Regions from separate parts of the Oncorhynchus mykiss genome. Here region 2 is linked to region 1. Evidence: chromatin contacts called from public Hi-C data. All regions are on one chromosome and are shown on one strand. The core of a region is the stretch at or near the end of the contact, and the rest is flanking DNA. Distances in the headings are between cores, read along the strand shown. Region 1 holds the start of LOC110505094 (polycomb group RING finger protein 1). Region 2 holds the start of LOC110505098 (AP-1 complex-associated regulatory protein).

What was found. Hi-C and Micro-C count contacts between places; a contact is called where the count stands out from the background.
Region 2: a contact with region 1 is called in a Hi-C map of blood, with 5 times the contacts expected there. The contact joins the promoter of LOC110505098 here to the promoter of LOC110505094 in region 1. A contact is called at or near these places in 2 of 3 Hi-C or Micro-C datasets (blood and liver).

What each region holds. Positions count from the first base shown.
Region 1 is chr31:35,276,360-35,280,610 of USDA_OmykA_1.1, reverse strand. LOC110505094 (polycomb group RING finger protein 1) reads right to left here and starts at 1,665. Exons shown (of 9, transcript XM_021584061.2): 1 at 1,417-1,665; 2 at 376-481. The coding sequence starts at 1,503.
Region 2 is chr31:35,598,059-35,602,382 of USDA_OmykA_1.1, reverse strand. It overlaps LOC110505098 (AP-1 complex-associated regulatory protein), which reads left to right and starts at 1,625. Exons shown (of 9, transcript XM_021584069.2): 1 at 1,625-2,023; 2 at 3,117-3,165; 3 at 3,279-3,305; 4 at 3,459-3,484; 5 at 3,586-3,682. The coding sequence starts at 1,953.

The DNA.
Region 1 (4,251 bases), core at 416-2,915:
AGAAGTAGTTGCGGTAAAGGCTGGAAGTCTATGGGTATCTTTAGCGCAATGGCTGAGGCTAGGATTTGGCTTGCAAAAATACCTCCAACTTCCTTCATACTGGACACAGAGACATCAAAATGGTATCCACAAGTTCATTGGACTCTGGGGAAGTAAATAACATCCACAAGTATCCCTTTAAATAAATGTAATATTGTCCTTGAAACAATTAATGTAAATACTGTAGAATTCCATTCATTCCTATGCAGGACAACTTCTTCTGGAGAGTGACAAGGCATCAGCAATCCAGGGTTTATACACATGTCTATAACAGTTTGCCCATTTCTCAGAGGGCAAGAAGCCAAAACATTGAAAACACAGGCTGGGCCCACTTACATGTATGCAGACACTCTGTAATAGTTGTGGCATCGATGAAGTACCCAGCACAGAGATAGCACACTATGTGCTCGTTCAGGTCTTTGATCTTCAACTTGACTTCCTCCTTCAACAATAATAACATTGCTATTGAAATCTCGAGTAGAAAGTATACCTTCATTTTCTTGAATTATTTTCTGAGCAGCAACAATGTATTACATTAATGTCAAAAACGAGCTAGAATGTTTACATTCTAGAGAAGACAGGCTGATGAGTTCATTCGAATAACAATATGATGATTGCTCTTTTCCACTAGGTTGATATTTCTCACTTTGGGGGATTTGTTTGTTTTGTTTCGCACTGTTAGTTCTTACTGAACTGTTGGAGCGAGAAACATAAGCATTTCGCTTGACCTGCGATAACAGCTGCAAAATGTGTGTAGTATGTAACCAATACACACACACACACACACACAGGCAGGTTGGCGTGTCAGGTGGCTGCAACATTGTAGCAGAGTATCTATTATGCTAACGTAAGCTAACACAATGTCAATAATAACAGTGTAGAATCTATACATCTTTATTTGTAAGCTATCGCTAGCAACACAGTACGCTACACATGGAATTACAAATAAAGGACACAGGTAAGACAAATATTAGTCATTTTACAAGCAAGGTTCGATAAGTCCGTCACCAGAAGCTAGCTAGCCTAGTAAACATAATTAGCTAGCTACCTATAAACTCATTTCCATTTATCCAAAACGCAAATGCGTCTTTTAACTAATAATGTAGACCGTTACAGGTGTAAAAACCGGGGATTTAACGGTACACATTTGCACGAAGGACCTTGCAGTAGCTGCCCAGAAAACACGGGTAGACTCTTCCACACACGCCTGCGCACACGTAGGCAGCTCTCTCTCCATCACTTTGGTGACAGGAGGAAGCGCTCGCATTGCTGCTTTTCCTCGTCGTAGTTATGTAGCTAGATTCAGCTCTAATTAACTTAAACAATTCTTACTGGTCTTGTCGCTTCTATAGAGTCCGAAACTAAATTGGTACCTACCTCATTTCGTAAAGGGTCGAGCTTATATACGGACTGGAGTTGATTTCTTAGCCGCATAGCTATCGCCATTGGCCCTTGCTCCGCCATCTTTAAAAATGCTGCTTATTTCCGGGTGGAAGAGCATCAAAGATGGTGGATTAATGAAGATGTCCCACTCAGGCCGTTTACCACTGGGCGGTTTCCATTATGCTGAGCTGCAGAGCACCGGTCTATGGCCCGTGACGAGAATGGGCAAAAGCGGTGAGGGAGGAGCGCCCTTCTAAAATCGAACAGTAATCTGCTCCGCTCGGACATATTGTCAACCAGGCAGCATGGTGGATAGTCCAGAAACAACATACATATATTTTAATTGGAAATGCAAATAAAACGACATTTTTCTTGGGAAAACACAGAATCCTACTCATTACACAAGTGCTTAATTAAGTCCAGGGACAGACTGGGACAAAGATCCAGCCCGGGGCATTAACATAGACAGTACACTATAGTGCAGTGTTCCTCAACTTTTACTCTACCTATGATTGGCTAAACATGATTTTTAACAGCTCTTTTTAACCAAATACAACATGTAAAAACTCTGTTTCCTCCCTGTTGTGTTGTTTATCTCTGCTGTCGCTCTGTCTCTGCTTCTCCTTGTTGCTTCTTTGTTGTCACTGTCACTCTGTCTGTGAGCGAAACCTCTAACTCCAATGCCCAGTCAGACTAACTCATGGATTCCATTTGCATGTCTCTTCGTGTAGTTTGGAGACAGTTGAATTCTGCATATTGTTAGTTTAGCACAATTACTGGAAGTCTCCCGGGAACAGTAGCCAGCTCATCTCAAAGCAGAGAAATAGACATTCTAACTAACCAAAGGGTGTCAAACTCCTTCCATGGACAAGGCGCTAGTGTCTGCTGGTTTTGTTTTGTCTTTTCAATTAAGACCTAGACAACCTTGTGAGGGGGGTTCCTTACTAATCAGTGACCTCAATTCATCAATCAAGTATCGACGGGTTGGTTGTTTAGCAACAAAAACCGACATGTGTGCCACAGGAGATTGGTGGCACTTTAATTGGGGTGGATGGCCTCGTGGTAATGGCTGGAGCGGAATTTGTGGAATGGGATCAAATACATCCAACACATGTTTTCCATGTGTTTGATGCCATTACATTTGCACCGTTCCAGACATTATTATGAGCTGTCCGCCCCTCAGCAGCCTCCACTGGTGTGCGCAACTATGGGGCAAAACAGACAGGGTTGGCTTCGATTGTTGATAACATGTAAACTATATTTAGTCTCCAATAGTTATTCAAAAGCATAAATACATTTGCACAATGAGCACTTATGGTCTCTCAAATACATCATTACAGTTGTTGGTTAACTAGCTAACTAATTTTAGCCATATTAGCATAGACGTGAGATCAGTCAAACACCTCAAAACAAGACATGGTATCAATAACAAGATAAAACTAGCTGAAACGAGCTACCAACGATTCCCCACATGGCAGCCTCTTGTCATTGTTGCTAGCTATCTGGCCATCAAGAACATAGAGCTGGAAAGAGGCCTCATTATTGTATCCGTGCCATTATGGCATCTGTTACAGCATGGGAAGCGCCATTGAGGCTATCTCCATTTTAAACTATTCAATTTTCTTCTTCACGATTGGCTGATCCCTCCTGATGACCAAGTTGGACATGGTTCCAACAGGGTCACCAGGAAGGATCAGCCAATAAGTTTGTAATACAGCCTTATGGCCACTAGAGGCCTCTATCGTTCTCTGTGATCCTGAATCATAACAGCACACGGACGTCACGCCCCCATTGAACCATGCTCATCGTTTTCGTAAAGTTGTCAGCTAACCAGTCTATAAGGGAGGAGCGAAAACCTGCAGTCACTCGGCCCTCCATGGAATGAGTTTGTCTGACTTTAGGTAAGTAGAGAAACAACCAAAATCTTGAAATCTCTCAGTATCCCTTTAAATAACTTTTTTAGGCCTCCAGGGTGGCGCAGTGGTCTAAGGCACTGCATCACAGTGCTAGCTGTGCCACCAGAGACTCTGGGTTCAAGCCCAGGCTCTGTTGCAGCCGGCCGCGACCGGGAGGTCCATGGGGCAATGCACAATTGGCCTAGCGTCCGGGTTAGGGAGGGTTTGGCCGGTATGGATATCCTTGTTTCATCGCGCACTAGCGACTCCTGTGGCGGGCTGGGCGCAGTGCATGCTGACCAGGTCGCTAGGGGTGTTGGATGAGCACTGTGTTAAGAAGCAGTGCGGCTTGGTTGGGTTGTGTTTCGGAGGACGCATGACTCTCGACCTTCGTCTCTCCCGAGCCCGTACGGGAGTTGTAGCGATGAGAAAAGATAGTAACTACTAAAAACAATTGGATACTACAAAATTGGGGTGAAAAAAGGGGGTAAAATTCATTTAAAAAAAATACAAAAATAAAAAAATTCTTTGGGATTGGTGTCCTTTCCACGGGACGGTTGAGCTCATGCGATTAGCATGAGGTTGCAGTATCAAGAACATTTCCCAGGACATATCAGATATTGGCAGAAAGCTTAAATTATTGTTAATCTAACTGCACTATCTAATTTACAGTAGCTATTACAGTGAAATAATACCATGATATTGTTTGAGAGTGCACAATTTTGAACATGAAAAGTTATTACTAAACAAATTAGGCACATTTGGGCAGTCTTGATACAAAATGTTGAACGGAAATGCAATGGTTCATCGGATCAGTCTAAAACGTTGCACATACACTGCTGCCATTTTTTGGCCAAAATCTAAATTGCACCTGGGCTGGAATAATACATTAATGCCTTTCCCTTGCATTTCAAAGATGATGGTACAAAAAAAT
Region 2 (4,324 bases), core at 376-2,875, 320 kb before region 1:
ACATTTTTCCTGACACCCAAAAGTATTAGTTACATTTTGAAAAGCTTAGCAGGACAGGAAAATGGTCAAATTCACGCCCTTATTAAGAGAATATCTGTGGTCATCCCTACTGCCTCTGATCTGGCGGACTCACTAAACACACACGCTTCATTTGTAAATTATGTCTGAGTGTTGGAGTGTGTCCCTGGCTATCTGTAAATAAAAAATAAAAAACATGAAAAAGGTGCCTTCTGGCTTGCTTAATATAAGGAATTAGAAATGATGTATACTTTGACTTTTAATGCTTAAGTATATTTGATCAGTTACATTTACTTTGATACTTAAGTATATTTTAAAGCAAATACCTTTAGACTTTTACTCAAGTAGTATTTTACGATGCGACTTTCACTTTTACTTGAGTCATTTTCTATTACAGTATCTTTACTTTTACTAAAGTATGACAATTGGGTACTTTTTCCACCACTGCACTCTACAAATTAGCACTAACCTAAACAGGTCTATATTAGACAGACAAAATATGTTACAAATTTCCTCGCTATATTAGATAAGACAAAATATTTTACAACTTTCCTCGGTCTCCCCTTACTAATAGTGAGCGTGCAACTTTCAAACAATTTCCCCCACTCTTCCCTACAGCGAATCAAGGATATTCAAACCAAGTTTGAAGATATTTTTCAACAAGAGCAAAGGACAGTAATGTTACGAGTAAAGTAGTAAGCCCAGGTTTCAATAGGTGATAAAATATTAAGGTGACTTGAAAGGAGTGAGGATATTTGGACTGGCAAAGCGGTTTTATCTGCTGACTGAATGGGAGTTGATAATTCTGAGTTTTTTTATTCTCCTGGTCTCGGGGAAACAATTAAGAGTCCTCGTTGTCTGAGACGGTGTAAACATTTATCCAAGACCGAACACTCAATGTGGTCTTGAAACCAGACTTGAGTACTACAACACTGCCCAGCACTTTGAGATTTCAGCTGATGTAAGAAGGGATATATAAATACATTTGATTTGGATTTTTTTTTGTCTCAAAAGCACCATTAGGCCTATATCCCAGAGTTCCCAAATGTTGACCTCTGATGTCACCTATTAAGGAAATTACCACAATAACAACAGCAAAACATTACTTACGACTTCAAAACTTGTATTACCACCATCTCTTCACTTGGCTTTGAATGCAGTATATGCACTAAACTTAGAAGCCCAGGCTTCTCATGTATTAGATTTGGAAGGTCACAGGTAGGCTTACCCCCCAAAATCTCCTTTAACTGCAACCACTATCAATCTATACTTTTAAAGATGTCCATTTTTATGCTTACCATGTACATATGTTTATCATTGAGTGTTGAAATTATAATCTACCAAATTGCGCCAAGGGAACAATGTGTCAATGGAGAAAATAATGTTTTAAAATATATGTGGGCTACTGTAATGTTGTACAACATTTAATATGCTGTCTATGTTTTCATTTATACCAGTCCTATGTAAGAACTACAGAGGATGGGGGAAAAGACACTAAAAAGTTGTTGGTTTTACAAAAATAATGGTGGGCCTAGTAGTTTCTTGCCTGAAAAACAGTGTTTTTGGATCTGAAGCGCGCACATTTCGTTTGAGCCAGGTTAGATTCCGTAGCTAAACATGGGTCACGTGCCTAGAACGAGGAAAAGGAAGTATTGAATGAGACTTCAAAAAACCACGGCTGTTGCTAGCCACATTTTTCTGATTAATCTTGATGTTCAACAGGCTTCTGTATATAAAAATATAGGCTGTATCACGATGAGTTGTTGTGCACTGGGTGTCATGTCACCCTTTAATTTTAAGCGCTAGCTAATGTCCGCGGCGACGGGTCGAAGATTTTAGGAATGAAACGCCTGTGCTAGCTATCCAACTATTTTCTCAGAATATCCAGGAAGTTAGCGCCCAACCCAACGAAGTTGTATTTTTGACAGAATGCGATGGGGAACTGTTGGGCTTATTGTTCTGGGATCTTCAGAAGAGAAGCGAACAGGATAAAACGAGGAGGCGGGTAAGTGATACGCCCTTTAAACTAGCGTTGACCAGCTTAGGTTAGCTAGCTAGATACACGTATTCAGTGGGTTGGCTGTCATACAATAACGTTACAATGCAGCGTCAAAACCTCCACGGTGCCCAAGAGTTTATACGTGCCACAGTTGCTTGTCAAATACCTTTCTCTACTAGGTAGTTAGGTTTTTCAGCAATCATAGTTTCTAAACCTATACCCTATACTGTACCGAAGATGTTTATAACTAACCCAAGATAGACCACAGCCTATAGTTTCCAGTGTGAACAAATGAGTCATAGTGGGCAGAACAAGCATATGAAGTGGGGCAGAGTCAAGCACGAACTCGCGAGATCCTATTGGCGCATTATACTATGTATTTGCATATTTTCGTTAGGGAACGCCTGTGAAGTGCACGTGTGCAATAACTAAATTCGCCCTTGCACTCCTTAAAAAACGCGATTTTAGGAAACTTTAGCAAGAGTACATTTTTCACTAGACCCGGTGAAATATCTGTCTCATTGTTCAATCTGTGACCCTATTGTCAATACTGAAACGTTCCTCACCTTGCCTAGTGGTTAGAGCGTTGGGTCAGTAACAGAAAGGTTGCAAGATCGAATCCCCGAGCTGACAAGGTATAAATCTGTCGTTTTTTCGCTGAACAAGGCAGTTAACCCACTGTTCCTAGTCCGTCATTGTAAATAAGAATTTGTTGTTAAATAAAGGTAAAATAAAAAATCATATGGGTCTTGCCAATCATCATTTTTGGGAGTGCATAATGCGTTTCCTTCTAATATTTGATTATGCTTTATTGAATTCTAATTTAAACAAATCTAAAACATTTTGTAGGCAGAAGACTCATTCCATGCTTCCTTAGAGGGAAAATCACATTCTGAGTTGACAAATCAAAGTGTATTAGTCACGTACACAGATTTAAACTGTAGGCTTGATGTTGATATCAGTTAGGCTTTAATGTTAGTTTTGATGTATATTCCATATATATTCTGTTGAAAGAACTAGCTATGACAATCATGTAAATCCAAAGTGACCAAAATCAGCCTAAATTGATGACAGTATTTTCATATTTCTGTCCATGCAGGTCAAAATACTTCAGAAGCAGTACTGCTGGGGAACATTACACAATAGAGGTATGTTACATAGATTTTTCTGGAAGATGACATGTTTTACCATAAATCACTTGGTTCGAAGAAAGAAGGTGATGTAACAAGCTAATACTTACAGTGCAGTTCTTTCTCCACAGTTTGAAAACCTCGTTGAGAGTGACGAGGTAAGTGTGAACATGTAGACCATATTTGTTCGATTGAAACAATCCCAAAGTGTGATATTGTCTGAAGGTGCACAGAAGACACAATGAGTGTTGTCATATTGCACATTATTCTTTGCCCACTTTTGGTTTGAAGTTGTCTTATTCTAATTTCAGGCAGAGAGTCCACAAAGCTGTCCCAGGTATGTTTTATAAAATTTGTTTCAGGGGACTGGGCAAATGCATTTCAGAAGAATAATGTCAAGGTGAGCTTGAGGTAATCTTTGTTTCATTTTGATACCAGGCCTATCAGAGAAGATGAGATCCTCCACCTCAAAGAGCACCGCTATGCTGCAATTTCCAATCAGCAGACCTTGATAGACGAGAAGCTGCAAGCAGAGGTAGGCTTACACAAGCAACTAGTTTATTCTCCGTCTATGTAAGGGATATAGCCCAGAGCCTCTGAAAGGGATAGATACATGCAGATGTAGTTTTACATAGAACCTTGTTTTTTTTGTTGCTTATTGATAATTGAAGGTTCAATTCAACGGAATCAATACACTTCCCAAATTATCGTTTATAAGCTTTGCAGTGCCTTTCATGTTGCTAGGTAGGCTAAGCGTCAACTTATCTTAACTAAGTGCTGATAACAGGCTTATGTTTTAATTTGGTCCGATCTTAATTTTCCATTATTTGCTTTGCAGAATTGTTTTGCAATTTTAGTTTTCTGTTCTCAACTTTGTGTCCTTTATGTTTCATCATTTCTGCTCAGTTATTGGCACAAGAGGAGAAGTTAAGGCTAGAAGAGGAGGCTAGAAATGCTGCCCAGCGTGAGGCTGCCAGGCTGGCACGTGTTCGAAAGATAAAGGAGGTGAGGCGGCCATTATTGAAGTGAGCCTGTCGTCCCTTCACTACCTTTTTACGCCTCACTCAGCTTTTCCTTGGCTCTACCCCTACTTCTCTTGATAACCCCTTCAAGTACATAATACCACATAAACTGGTGGTCAATCTAAAGTAATGTAGCCTATGGTATGTATCTCTAT